2 separate regions of the Canis lupus genome follow, and region 1 is linked to region 2. The links are chromatin contacts, called in public Hi-C maps. All regions are on one chromosome and are shown on one strand. Each heading gives the region's core, a stretch centred on a gene start, on an enhancer-like site or on the middle of the called end of the contact. The rest is flanking DNA. Distances are from core to core; before and after follow the strand shown. Region 1 overlaps TPST1 (protein-tyrosine sulfotransferase 1). Region 2 overlaps CRCP (DNA-directed RNA polymerase III subunit RPC9).

Region 1 (7,150 bases), core at 1,936-4,435, 210 kb after region 2:
GGTGAATCTGCTCAGCCTTCCAATATCCCTTGAAATAAAACTTTCAGCCACCCTTTGTTCTTGTCATATATACATCCATGACCTCCTAACTTGTCTTATTTGGAGCCTAGAAGACTTGTGAATACATTGTATTTACCGCCATTGGCCCTGAGCTGCAAAGCCCCCAAGCTGGGAAAGGACAGTGAGAGTTTGAAAATGAATAACGTTTACATTTTAATTTAATTTTTTAAAAATTTTTATTTATTTATGATAGTCACACACAGATTGAGAGAGAGAGGCAGAGACTAGGCAGAGGGAGAAGCAGGCTCCATGCACCGGGAGCCCGACGTGGGATTCGATCCCGGGTCTCCAGGATTGCACCCTGGGCCAAAGGCAGGCGCTAAACTGCTGCGCCACCCAGGGATCCCAACGTTTACATTTTAAAAGATTTGTTAAAACAGATCCAGAGTTATCCTTGTAATGTCACACCCATACTTACTTGGGTTTCAGTGTTGTTTCTTGAGTTGAAGAGAAACAGGCAGTGTTACAGCTGACACCGTGTGCCTAAACTAGCCCAGAATGTCCTGCATCTGAGAATCCTCTGCCATGCCTACCTGGTAGTGGGGAAAGATTGTTAACTCCTACTGGAACCCCGCAGAAGACTGCCCTTTCTAGCCCAGGCTGCTATCAGTAATTGGCTTGTAAATAGGAAATGAAGACCCAGCAAGAACGTCGGCTTCTAAAATCATTGCGGATATGGATTGGTGAGGGAGACAGACCTCCTCATAGACTCTGTGAAGTTGTGTAGCCTGAAGCAAGCCTGGAATAAAAGGACAGGGCTATTTGAGAGAAGTTGCTTCTCACACCAAGGTTCAAGGCTCTGTCTTCTCAAATCCTTGTCCCATAACAGTTGTAAGCCTTTAATAGTTGATATGTATTATTTGAGAATTTCAAACTACTTTCAGGGCATATTCTCATTTGCCTATATTTAATTTTAATCTTCCCATTCATTCATTTTGTTCAACAAATGTTTACTGAATTTCTGTTATGGGTGAGAAGTTGGAATAAGTCCTCAAGAGTCAGAGAAAAAAAGATCTTCTCAAGGAACTTCTGATCTCCCCAAAAGACTGATCAACTTTGGCAGACAAGGGGGCACTGAACCCTGAGCCTGGTCTAGGCGTGATGCCCCAGAAACCTGGATGGATTCATGAATAAGCCATCAATCACTTGTAGGCTGTGGCCAGAGAATAATCTGAGAGTCAAGTCTTGAAGGAATGTCAAATCCAAAGACTATTCTGTATAGTAAGTTTGAAAGAATCAAGAAAGGGAATTTGAGACTAATTTAAAGGGATACCTCTGCTTCACAGCATACACAAAAATCATTTCCAGGCAGATTACAGACCTAAATGTGAAAGGTAAAATAATAAAGTTTTTAGGAGATAATAAAGGAGAATAATTTCATAACCTTAAGAGGGAAGGATTTTTTTAAACAGATCATAAAAAACACTAATCATTAATTTTTAAATGGGTAACTTAGGGCAGCCTGGGTGGCTCAGTGGTTTAGCGCTGCCTTCAGCCCAGGGCCTGATCCTGGAGATCCGGGATCAAGTCCCACGTCGGGCTCCCTGCATGGAGCCTACTTCTCCCTCTGCCTGTGTCTCTGCCTCTCTCTCTGTCTGCCTCTCATGAATAAATAAATAATCTTTTAAAAAAATAAAGTGGGTAACTTGGACACCATTAAAATTGATAATATTTACGTTTTTAAAGTTTTTTTGTTTTTAAATATTTTATTTATTTATTCGTGAGAGACATACAGAGAGAGGTAGAGACATAGGAGAGAGAGAAGCAGGCTCCCTCTGTGGGGAGAGCCTGATGCAGGACTCAACCTCAGCCAAAGGCAGATGCTCAACAACTGAGCCACCCAGGCACCCTGATGATATTTACTTATTAGAAAGCATCATAAAGAGAGTAAAAAAGTGTACCTTAAGTGGGTTAAAATAATTTGAAACAAAGTATTCATTTGTAGACTATAGGGGATTCCTACAAATCAGTTATTTTATAAAAATGCACAAAACACTTAGTAGGCACTTCAGGCCTAGTAAGTAACTCTGGGGATCCCTGGGTGGCGCAGCGGTTTGGCGCCTGCCTTTGGCCCAGGGCGCGATCCTAGACCCGGGATCGAATCCCACATCGGGCTCCCAGTGCATGGAGCCTGCTTCTCCCTCTGCCTGTGTCTCTGCCTCTCTCTCTCTCTCTCTGTGACTATCATGAATAAATAAATAAAATCTAAAAAAAAAAAATGTTAACAGGGTATTTAAAAAAAAAAAAAAAAGTAAGTAACTCTGGTTTATTTAATGCATCACACACACATATAGTTAGAAAAGGACTGTAAAAGACCTCGATTTAACTTATAATAAATGATAAAATTGAAGCCCACAGAACCCTTGCATTTGGTATTTAGGTAAAGTGGCTCACAGAACTCAGCAAAGCTGTACTTACAATTACAGTTTTATTACAAAGGATACAAATCAGAATGAGCCAAATGAAGAGTGATGTAGGACAAGGACTGAGAGGGTCTCAAAAACAGAGCAATGCCCATTCCCCGTGGAATCAGGGTACTTCTTCCAACCAGCAGCATAGCATATCGGTGTATTCACCAACCAAGAAGCTCCACTGAACTTAAGCATCCATAGTTTTTATTGGGATCTAATTACATAGACATGACTGATTGAATCATTGGCCATGTGGGTGAAGTCAATCACAGGTTTGGTCTTTCCGTGACCAGCCCCCATCCTGAGTTATCTCATCTCTTAGCACAAACTCAAATATAATTCAAGGAGCTCCTGAATAATGAAGACATTCCCATTACCTGGGAAAATCCAAGAATTTAGGGTCTCCCTACCACAAACTAGAGACAAAGGCCAGTTAGATTCTTTATTATATAGTAGTTAGCAGATTGAGTTCATTAGAAAAATGTGTAGTCAGAGCCTGCAGGCCACCCCTGATTATTTCAATGGTAGTAGTTACTCTCCATCCTAACTAACTTCAAGGGCTTTAAAACATGTTTTACAAAAAAAAATAAAAAATAAAAATAAAACATCTTTTGCTTCCTTTGACAGACTGAGGAAGTAGAGTAGCAGAGCCAGGAACCTCTTACATGAGGTGAGAGTTGGGGGGACATTCCTTGGTCTTTGGGTTTCCCTGCTTAAGCTCTCTTAGAGGGCAGTGTGGCTGGAGGCAGTATGGTGCAGGGGAAAATAGAGTGACTCCACACCTATAACCATATTCTATTTGTTTGCCCTAGGGAAGACTGCTGCCTTTCAACAGAAGGAAAATTTCTAGTACTAGCTGTTCCCTGATGAGATCAGTCAAGCGTATGTACCATGGCCCACATCACCTGTTCACTTGCCATTCTCCTCCCATTGAGAGGGTGGGATGTCAGGATACATTTGGGCCTCCCTGCGTGATCTGCTTCCTGAGTACAGTGCTCTTGATACTAATTACACACACAGGCCTGTGGATAAGAAGCTCAGAGGGAGCGTGTGCTTTCTGTTAAAACTGCTCTGGTCCTCATCTTTTCTTACCAGATTCTAAACTTTTGTTTCAAGGGGAGGGCTTTAAAATGGGATTCTATAAGCAAAATTGGGCAGTTTCATCTTGGAATAGGTTGTCTACATGTTCTAATGTTTTGTAGAACACTTCCTGTTTAAATGTATTGATGTGGATAATATTAAAGATCTTAATTATTTAAATAATTCATTGTATTGTTTTTGAGAAGTTGGGGAATTACCGTATACATTTACAACTTAATGACTTTTGTATTTTATTTTTCAAAATAAAAGCTTTAAATGTGTGAAGTGTTCTGGCGGTGTACATGTTTTCATTACTGTGATCTCAGAGAAGCAGTAAGACTTTATCCAATGGTGATTGATAAACCAAAGTTTCTTCAGTTGGCTGTATTGTAGATATTCCCTTCTATGCATCATAATTTTTAATTAAGTTTTTTATTTTAATTCCAGTATAGTTAAAATAACGGTGTTGTATTAGTTTCAAGTGTACAATATTGTGATTCAAAACTTCCATACAATGCTCAGTTCTCATCACCTTAATCCCCATCACCTAGTTCACCCCTCCTCCCACCCACGTCCCCCCTGGTAGCCATCAGTTTGTTCTCTATAGTTAAGAGTCTGTTTCTTAGTTTGTCTTTTTTATCCCCCTCATTTGTTTGTTTCTTAAATTCCACATATGAGTGAAATCATGGAAATCATTTGTCTTTCTCTAACTTATTTCACTTAGCATGATACTCTCTAGCTCCATCCATGTTGTTGGAAATGGCAAAAAGATCATTCTTTTTTATGGCTGAGTAATATTCCTCTGTGTGTGTGTGTGTGCCACATCTTCCTTATCCATTCATCAGTTGATAGACACCTGGACTGTTTCCATAATTTGGCTCTTGTAAATAATGCTTCAATAAACATAGGGTGCATGTATCCCTTTGAATTAGTGTATTTGTATTTTGGGGGTAAATACCCAGTAGTGCAATCACTGGAGTAGTTCTATTTTTAACTTTTTGAGGAACTTCCATACTCTTACACAGTGGCTGCACCAGTTTGCATTCTCACCAACAATATATGAGGATTCCTTTCTCTCCACATCCTCCCCAACACTTGTCATTTCTTGTGGGTTTTTTTTTTTTTTTTTTTACTTTTGTAATAATTTTATGACAGTATCTTCTGATGTAATCTCAATGACAAGTTCACAAAGCTCAGCTGATATATAGACCAGCATACACATTACTCACTTGGGGAAGGTCTATAACCTGAAAGTTCTCTAGTTGCACTAGAGAGAAATCATACTTTTGGGCACTTCCATGATTTGGGGTAATAAAAGAGGACTTATGTTCCCTCTGCCTCCATCCGATTCCTTTGACCTGAGCTAATTCAGAAAAAAACCCAGCTGAATCCCTTCCTCTTATATCTCGATCACAGTCCACTCCACATAAACCTCCCATTGTATGTCTTTTTCAAATTTGTAACTTCAAAGAGATGCTTTTAATCTTCACGATATCAATTAGATGGTGTCTGAAAACTGTCTGCTGGCAGAATTTATTTTTGCTCAGAAAGGTTGGTCTTCTCTTTCAATAAGACCTTCAGCTGATTGGGGGCCCATCCACACCGTGGCAGGTAATAGGTTTACTGCAGTGTCATTCATGGTGGCAAGTGGCAGGTTTGGGAGGCAGCCTGGGTGAGACTAGTCCAGAAATCAACTAGTAAACTGTGGAAGGTGTCTTCATGGAGTTCCATGCAGCTCTCAGAATAAATCAGATGTATATTCAGAAAAAAAAAAAAGTACATTCAGCAGTGTGAGTGGGTCTCAAAATAATAGGCATCTGCATCTTTAGCTCTCCTCTTCCCACATCCACTCTGTGCTCTTGTTCTTCACTGAAATTAGAACATCTCTAGTTTGCCTTCTCATTCATAGAATAATTGTTTAGCATTCTTCCAGCAGGACTATGGGTGTGGTTATCAATGTGGTGGTTGTTCTCTTAATTTTCCCAAATTTGATTTCTCTAAGCAGATACTTCCCTTGCAGGAAAACTCCTGAATTTACCAGGAAGAATTATAGAACTTGCTGAATCCCCAGATGATTAAGGGAAACATAATGGTTGTCACTTCATGTATCATCCTGTGGAGGAGAATGCTGATGCTTAGCTGTGCTCCCTCAAGTCTAGGTATTGCCTGAGCGCGAGACTTGGACCGGCTGCCACAGCCCTCGTGGTGGAGCGCCCAAGTTCTTCGCCCTCCACATACCTCCGACAAGTACCGGGCAGCAACCACGAGCCAAGTACAACCAGCCCAGGGCAGGTGCTGGGGAGAGACCAGGGCCACCCGCAGCACAGGCGCTCGGGCTGCAGGCCATCTAGCCTCCACCCAGCTGCTCCCACTCATTTCTTGTGTTTTTGATTTTAGCCATTCTGACATGTGTGAGGAGGTATCTCATTGTGGTTTTAATTTGCATTTAACTGATGATGAGGGATGTTGAGCATCTTTTTATGTGTCTGTGGGCCGTCTTTGGAGAAATGTCTGTTCATATCTCCTGCCCATTTTTAATTGGATTATTTATTTTTTGGGTGTTGAATTGTATCAATTCTTTATAAATTTTGGATACTAACCCTTTGTCAGATACGTCATTTGCAAACATCTGCTCCCATTCTGCCTTTTAGTTTCATTGATTGTTTCTTTGTTGTGCAAAAGCTTTTTATTTTGGTGAAGTCCCAATAGTTTATTTTTGCTTTTATTTCTCTCGCCTCAGGAGACTTATCTAGGAAAATGTTCTTATGGCTGATGTCAGAGAAATTGCCGCTTGTGCTCTCTTCTAGAATTTTTATGATTTCAAGTCTCACATTTAGGTCTTTAACGTGTTTTGAGTTTATTTTTGTGTATAGTATGGGAAAGTGACTCAGTTTCATTCTTTTGCATGTAGGTGTCCAGTTTTCCCAACACCATTTGTTAAAGAGACTTTTCCCCATCGCAAATTCTTTCCTTCTTAGTTGAAGATTTATTGACATGCATCTTCTCTTTTTAAAAAGATTTTATTCATTTATTAGAGAGAGTGAGCAGGGTGAGGGGCAGAGGGTGAGGGAGCCTGACATTTGGCTCGATCCCAGGACCCTTAGATCACGCCCTGAGCCAAAGGCAGACGCTCAACCACTGAGCCACCCAGGCACCCCACATCTAAACTTCTTAATGAAGATTTTGCTATAATTTACTTCATAAAGACCTGCTATCATCCATTTGTCTCAGAATCCTGTTCTATTACATGCCTACATACTACATTTTTTTTTAAGAATTATTTAGTCGTGAGAGACACAGAGAGAGAGGCAGAGACATAGGCAAAGGGAGAACCAGACTTCCTGTGAGGAGCCTGATGCGGGACTCGATCTCAGGACCCCAGGATCATGCCCTGAGCTGAAGATATACGCTCAACCACTGAGCCACCCAGGTGCCCCTACATACTACATTTGAGGACAGGAAAGTTACTGTTCCCAGCTGTTTTCTAGGATCCATTATTTACAATACAGAATGACCAGATAATGTAATTCCTATTTATTGTCTTCTATGTGCAAGGCACCAAACAAGGTATTCTATGTATTTTCTTATGCCTGTCCCAA
Region 2 (7,133 bases), core at 1,073-3,572:
ACTCTTCTCTTCTCTCTTTCCCCACCCAACCAAGGCTGTTGTCAGGTCCTGTTACCTATACCTGAGGTTGACCTTTCACATGTCCAGCCTCTCATTGCCAGCCCTGCTGCTACCCAGGTTCACGGCCTTGTTTTTTCTCACCTCAGCATATCACTCCGTTCCTTGGTTACTTTCCAGTGTCCACAGAGTCACATCCAGCCTGTTGTTAGTTGGAGCCCTGTGTGGTCTTGTCCTAAGGACTCAGCTTCATGTCTCACAGCCTTTCATGCAGCCATTTCCTAAAACTCCATAATTTTTGTTCTTGCCGTTTACTTATGCTGTTCCTGCCCTGACTGTCCATTGCTCCCATTGTTTTGTCTAGAAAACTCTTCAGGGCCCAGTGCAAAGGTTTCCTCCTCAGTGAAGTCATCTTCGAGTCTAGAGTAAATGTTTGCAGGATTATGAGGAAGGAGTAGAACTTCACTACAAGTGCCTTACTAATGACTTCCATTTATGGAGAAATTGCTGTGACAGTCATCATTTGAATACCGAACACTAGAAGCAGATGGTTAAGAACATGAGCTTTGATGACTGAGTCCCAACTCTCTATTTACTAGCTGTGTAACCCTTGGACAAGTTATTTACCATCTCAGCATCGATTAAGTCAATGTGCTTGCCATATGGGAAGAAGCAATAAATGGTAGCTGCTGGCACTATAAACAGAAAGATGTTCATCCCTCCTTAACCCCCTGATGAGATATTAAGTTCTATTATGATTGCTGTTATACAGATGGCGAGACCGAGGCAGAGGGAGGCTGGCTAATATGCTGTTTCTCCAAAGGCGGCTGTGGGCCTGTGGCTCAGTCATCTGTTTATTTCAGAATGTCTTTAAAGTTCAGTAAATATTTACTGAGTTGATCCGAAAGATGAATCTGGAGCTTCTGGGTCAGATTGAGAGGGAAACTTAGAAATTGTCACCTGCACAGGGGTGGTAAAAGAAAAAAGCTGTTCTTTTTTCTTTTAAGTCCTATATCACCTTCAAGAGTCCACACATTTCAACCACTCCTTTAGAAATGAGCTAGATATTACCTTGTGACAGGTGATAATTATTATCTTCAACAGTTACTTACATGTTTGTTAAAATTTCTTGTATTTGTCTTCTTTCCCCAACTGGCTTGTAAACTTTGTGGGCAGAGGACTGTGCCTTATACTTCTGTGCATTAACCCCTACCCCCCTCTAGTCCTGGTTTTTGTTTCTGATATAACAAGTGAAAATCTGACATTTAATATTAATCTCAAAAAGGAATTCTCTGCCATTTCTAAGTGATACCAACCAACCAAGATTATTTTATTAATCTTTTGGATTAAGAAAATGTTATTTTCTTCATATTTTCCAGATAAAATTGATTAAAACTGCACCTCTTCTATTTGTTACATTTCTTTTAATCCATACATTAGTTGTTTTTTGATTCTAATACACATTTGTACCCTCTCAAGAGTCTCTGATGTGGGCTCTTCAATTCTCATTCTCCCTTTTACAGTTGAAGAAACTGAGGGCCACTTTCCAAGCAGTTTTCCCATTTGTTATCTGACACCGTGTTCTCTGAACAGCTTGGTCAAGACTCAAGATTCTGAAGGGAATAAGAGTTTTAAATGCTTTGTACTTTCATTTGACAGAGCTGAGAAGCTTCAGCTGCTGAATCACAGGCCTATGACTGCTGTTGAGATCCAGCTGGTGAGTGAAGGAGGCCCGAATATGAGGGGAGTGGTTTCTGAGTCTGAAAGGGAGAAAGGGTGATGAAGGCTGGAACTGCCATTTCCTGAAAAGACTGCCCGCCTGCCCCATTTTATAAGTGAAAGGAGACCTCACCAATTGGATCCTAGTTAGTATGGACTTAATGAAAGTAGACTGGGGAAATTTTGTTCCTTCCTTAGGGTTTGGGCCTGCATCGCAGCACTCTTTGTCTCCCCTGATGTCCCACCCTATCCTGGTCATTGCTTTCCTGTAGGGGTTATTGCCAACCAGATGTTGCAGAAAAACAAGAGACTCACCATGACTCTGGCAGAATTTCTCCTCCCTGACTCCCACCCTTCAACCCTATTCTTCCTGTTTCTGTTCTTAGTTCACAGAGCACAAGTGTACTTCCCCACATGCTCTTTCTGTCAGCCTCCTGGCCCAGTCTCTCAAGCCAGAAACCTGGAAGTCATTCTCTTCTTTGATCTCACATGCACTTAGTCCCCAGGTTCTGTTGCTTGTGTCTTCCCCTGTTCTCTCTCCTCTCCCTGTCACACTGTGTTAATTTCTGTCTTTTCTCAGTGCAGCTCTCGTGGTTGTCCTCTCATCATCCCTGCCTCAGGCTGGCCCCTACAGTCCACCTTCTGCACCGCTGTCAGAGTTCACTTTCTCAGACCACAAACTTGATCATCTTGTTTCCCTGCGTATGACCATTCAGTGGATCCTCATCACTTGCACAGTCTACACAGCAGTCACAGTATAAAGCTTTAGAATTGTGCAAGACAGCCAGAGTAAAAGCTATACATGGTCTAAGGAGAATGTGAAGCTGAGGCCCAGTGAGAAAATCTGTGTGGTTACTGTGTTGGTGTCCTGGGAACACCGTGAAGCTCTAAATACCAGGCAGGCCATTTAATTGTCGGTAAAAAAAAAAAAAACTGATTAGAGAATTAACAAAATGAGAAAAAAGGAGTTTGCAAAGTCAGTTTTAGAAGTACTTATCCTTTGTCAAATTTCTCTCAGAAAGTGTGGAAGAAAGCAGCCAAAAATACCTATGATGTTTAGAGTTTCTTTAAAAAGAACCTTTGTAAAAGGTTCATGGAGGGACGTCTGGGTGGCTCAGTGGTTGAGCATCTACCTTCGGCTCAGGTCATGATCCTGGAATTCCGGGATCAAGTCCCGCATCAAGCTCCCCACAGGGAGCCTGCCTCTCCCTCTGTCTGTGTCTCTGCCTCTCTATCTCTCTCATGAATAAATAAATAAAAACCTTAAAAAATAATAATAAATAAATAAAAGGGTCATGGGGCATTTAATTTTCGACTAAGACTTTTATTGTCCTCCTAATGTTTTCCTGTCCTTCAAAATGCCCCCAAAATTAAATTAGAAAAATTCCGGGATCCCTGGGTGGCGCAGCGGTTTGGCGCCTGCCTTTGGCCCAGGGCGCGATCCTGGAGACCCGGGATCGAGTCCCACGTCGGGCTCCCGGTGCATGGAGCCTGCTTCTCCCTCTGCCTGTGTCTCTGCCTCTCTCTCTATCTGTGTGTGACTATCATAAATAAATAAAAATTAAAAAAAAATAAATAAATAAATTAGAAAAATTCCTTCCATAAAGGGTGACTTTCTGGGGGAACTGGCCTTTAGGGTAAATAGAGATTCCTTTTTTTTTTTTTGTATCCTTACTCTGATGCATTCAACTGTGCAGGAGATTCATCTTAGAACAGAAAAAAAAAAACAAATCAGCAAGAAACTAATCCATGTCCCTCTGGGTTAAAAATCACATGTTAGCTCCTCCAACTTTAATCAGCAACATATGTTATTCATGGCTTAATGACAGATGGAGAGAGGAGATGAAGATTAGCATGATCTCATCCCAGAGCCTGTAGAAAGCTCTATCATTATTTGGTATGATTAGCTGCTATTAAGAGTGCCTGCTCTATGCCATGGGCTTCGTAGGTGTCACCTTTAATGCCCTCACCATAGTCTTGGCTAGTGAGTGGCAAATTGGGTCTGTCTGACTTAGCACCTTACTTTCTCCTCCAAGCCATGTGCTTTTGCATAGTAAGAAGAAAGAAGTGTGTGGCATCCCCTCAGACTGTCCTTTCCTTTCTCCTTTTCACAGGTAGGTAGGTAGTAGGTCTTGATAAATACGGTATGTTGTTTCTCAGCAGTTGGACCATGTTATAGTCAGATTTTCCCCAGCCTGGGATTTGGCTACAAAGGATAGCAAATCCCAGTGACAATATCTCTTCTCATAAGAGAGGGATCAGAAATGAGGTTTTCACAAAGGGTGTGAAGTACAGAAGACTTGAGAATATCCTTGCATTAACCTTACGGCCATTATTCTCCCTGTGTCCAAAGTATTTCCAGCATCCAGCATTTGTATTCAGTTTTGGGGGGTAAAGCTACTTTTGGTTACACCTCAGCCATGGTTTGTGGTAAGCCTCAGATCCACAGGAGCCTGCCCCCCACTTCTGTGATTCTGTCCCCGTCCTGCCACTGTCCTCAACAGTACTGCCATATACGCCTGTTGGAAGTTAGTGATTATAAATGTCTTAGATTGTATCGTCTTATGGCTTACAAAACACTGTAATATGTGTTCTTATTTGGTCCTTAACTGTGGATGTTACATTCATTTTACATTAGAGAAAAGTGAAATTTACAGAGGTTAAGTGAACTGTTCTGGGTCAGATAGCTAGAAGTGTCCATAGTTATTAGGTTCAAGTTGTTTTGGTAATGTAGGAAGTTGGCCTTGGCAGCTCAGAATGAGAGACACCATTTTTGGAGTATAGCAGCCCCATTTGACAGTTCCTAGGAATTGATACGGTCTTTGTATATGATAAAAATTTAGCGTTGACTCATCTGCAAATACTTTGGATTTTTACATCTCATTCACCCTTCTGTTCCGAACAACTTGAAACCTTGGGTGTTTGAGAACGTTGAGGTGGTGCTTTGTGTCTCTTTGGGCTCAGTTTCTTCTGTGTTGGGAAGAAAAGGTGAGGAGTAATACAGTTAGTATCATTTTATCTTAGAGACCCAAGAGGTATTAGTGAGTTTTTGGTTTCTGAGTTTCTTTTTTGTATAAATGTGTTTTCATTTTGCTTAATGAGGTTTAGGTTTTTTTTCCTGTGACTGGGAATCTTGGTTTGAAAAGGAAAGTTTCTGTTCTTCGGCCCTATTGCCTATCAGCTGACGCCTGATCATCATTGCATCTGCCACACGCAGTGATCAGGATGCAAGAAGGTGGTCTGTTCAAGTCTTCTCTATTTGGTTTTCTAAAAATGAGGCCTCTGAGAAGTCCTATAACTCTAGTCTGCCTCTCTGAGAGAGGAAAGGATAGAGGCATGGTGTTCTAGAAAGAGCTGGAATCCAAAGGCAAAGACCTTTCCCTACTTGCTGTAAGACCCAGATCAGGTTTTCTTTACAATGCTGAGCCTACACTTACTCATCTATAAATTGTCCTGACTTCCACATGCTTGAGAAGCTCTGGTGGCAGTGATTCTGGGAAAGCCCCTGCACAAATACTGGTGGGAAGTTGTCAGTGTTCTAAGACTAGTCTAAATCTCCTTTCCTGCTTCCCCTGAGTCAGGAAGCAGTTCATAATCAACTGCACATGGCAATTTATAAATTTGGAGACATTCCTTTCTCAAATGGAGATCATCTTTTCTTAGGGTTAAATAATCAAATTGGATATACCCCTTTCCAACTCCTTCATATTTTGGAGACAGTCTCTGTTAGATTACTTCCTTTTACACACTGTAATTTTGCATGTCTGGTTTTATTTATTTATTTTTTTAAGATTTTATTTATTTATTAGAGAGAGAGAGAGGCAGAGACATAGGCAGAGGGAGAAGCAGGTTCCTTGCAGGGAGCCCGATGTGGGACTCAATCCCGTGACTCCAGGATCATGCCCTGGGCCAAAGGCAGATGCTCAACCACTGAGCCACCCAGGCGTCCCAGCATGTCTGGTTTTAAAAATGGGTTTTTGAGGATTATTTCTTGTTCAGTAGAGGTTATACTTTATGGAGCTTTTGAATCTTTAGGAAATGGTCGTTTTATTTCACAGCATGATGAGAAGTAGCCCCGTTGGTTCACTCAGGGTCTTCTCCACCCTAGAACACTCAGGATGATTCTCTGGTTGTAGAAACATTTTTGTACCCTAGATGAATGAAGAGACTGATGTTTTCCCAGGAGTTCGTGATGTGATCTTAGACACATCACCTGACTTGATGAGCTTCTGTAAAGGGAGGCGGTCAGACCAAAACCCTCTTCAGGGTTTGAAGTCTAGCCTGTTATCCTGTTTTATTTAAATCTGCTGGGATTTCTTTCTGGAACTCCTCTTGGTTCTAGTCACCAGATCTCAGAGGTTGCTGTGGGAAATACCACAGAACAGAACCCTGGACACCTTTAGCTGTTTATGATAGGTGGCTGGTGCCCCTAAGTGAACATGGGTAAGTAATTTGACTGCCTGTGTATTGCTCTTAAAAACATTGTTGACTATATTTGTATTCATTAATATATTCGAGAACTAGAGGTACAGCTAAGAAAACTGGCTCATAATTGTGGATTATCAGTGTGTAGATTTCCAGGACACATCAAACTGGGCTTTAAGTGGATCTAATTTAGTGAGGCAGCAGGGGATTGTTTCCCAGCCATCACTCTTGCTTCACATTCCTAGGAGGTGATCAAGGCCACATGGTGTGTGTTTGATTGTAGGTGTCAGTGTTGGGCAGGCCCAACTTGAGGTGCTCGTTCTGTCTTTTGCCAGGATTGTTGTGAGGGCTAAAAGAAATAACAGATAGGAAGTGCTATGTGCACTCGGACATGTGAGCTCCCTAAAGAGCTGTTAGTGGCAGTGGGAGTGGGGATGAGAAAAAAAAAAATTTGGCACACAGTGGGCAATTGTCAGATGGGTTGTTGATATAGTTTATAAGTTACAGTTGTGTTTGTTGTGAACTACAAAAGTATATAAAATGCTATTTCACTCCCCAGAAGTGAGTTTTCTTTGCATACAAAGCATATTCAAGTGTGCATGTGGATGGGTATAGAACCATTAAGGTTTTCTATTTCTTTGAAGAAAAATGCTAACCTGCAACTTGCTTTTTGCCCTGGCCCATTTGGAACAGTTGCATAGGAATTGGAGCTGGCTTCTCCCTCCCTCGGAGCCAGGGTGGAGAGAACACAGAGACCTGAGGAGGCTCTGGAGCCAGCGTGCCAGAGGCCAGTGGACTAGAAACAGCATGGGTGGGGAGGGCAGCCTGGACACCGCCTGTTGGCTCATCTGTAACCCTTGGAGGTTTTCTTCTGCAGATGGTTGAAGAGAGTGAAGAACGGCTCACAGAGGAGCAAATCGAAGCCCTCCTCCATACCGTCACGAGCATTCTGCCTGCGGGGCCAGAGGCTGAACAGAAGAAAAACATGAATG

The links. Hi-C and Micro-C count contacts between places; a contact is called where the count stands out from the background.
Region 1: a contact with region 2 is called in a Hi-C map of skin fibroblasts, with 2.1 times the contacts expected there. The contact joins two enhancer-like sites. A contact is called at or near these places in 4 of 9 Hi-C or Micro-C datasets (amygdala, blood and skin fibroblasts).

The regions. Positions count from the first base shown.
Region 1 is chr6:960,761-967,910 of UU_Cfam_GSD_1.0, forward strand. TPST1 (protein-tyrosine sulfotransferase 1) reads left to right here. Exons shown (of 6, transcript XM_038538994.1): 5 at 3,099-3,141; 6 at 3,284-3,836. The coding sequence ends at 3,116. Among named protein-coding and RNA genes, the nearest start is that of KCTD7, 15 kb to the right of the region's middle. Within about 2 kb of position 3,186, at least 2 of the 20 cell types and tissues checked have an H3K27ac peak or open chromatin away from gene starts, as enhancers often do.
Region 2 is chr6:748,744-755,876 of UU_Cfam_GSD_1.0, forward strand. CRCP (DNA-directed RNA polymerase III subunit RPC9) reads left to right here. Exons shown (of 6, transcript XM_038538992.1): 5 at 1,657-1,714; 6 at 7,019-7,133. It also overlaps the pseudogene LOC102153077. Among named protein-coding and RNA genes, the nearest start is that of CRCP, 32 kb to the left of the region's middle. Within about 2 kb of position 2,323, at least 4 of the 20 cell types and tissues checked have an H3K27ac peak or open chromatin away from gene starts, as enhancers often do.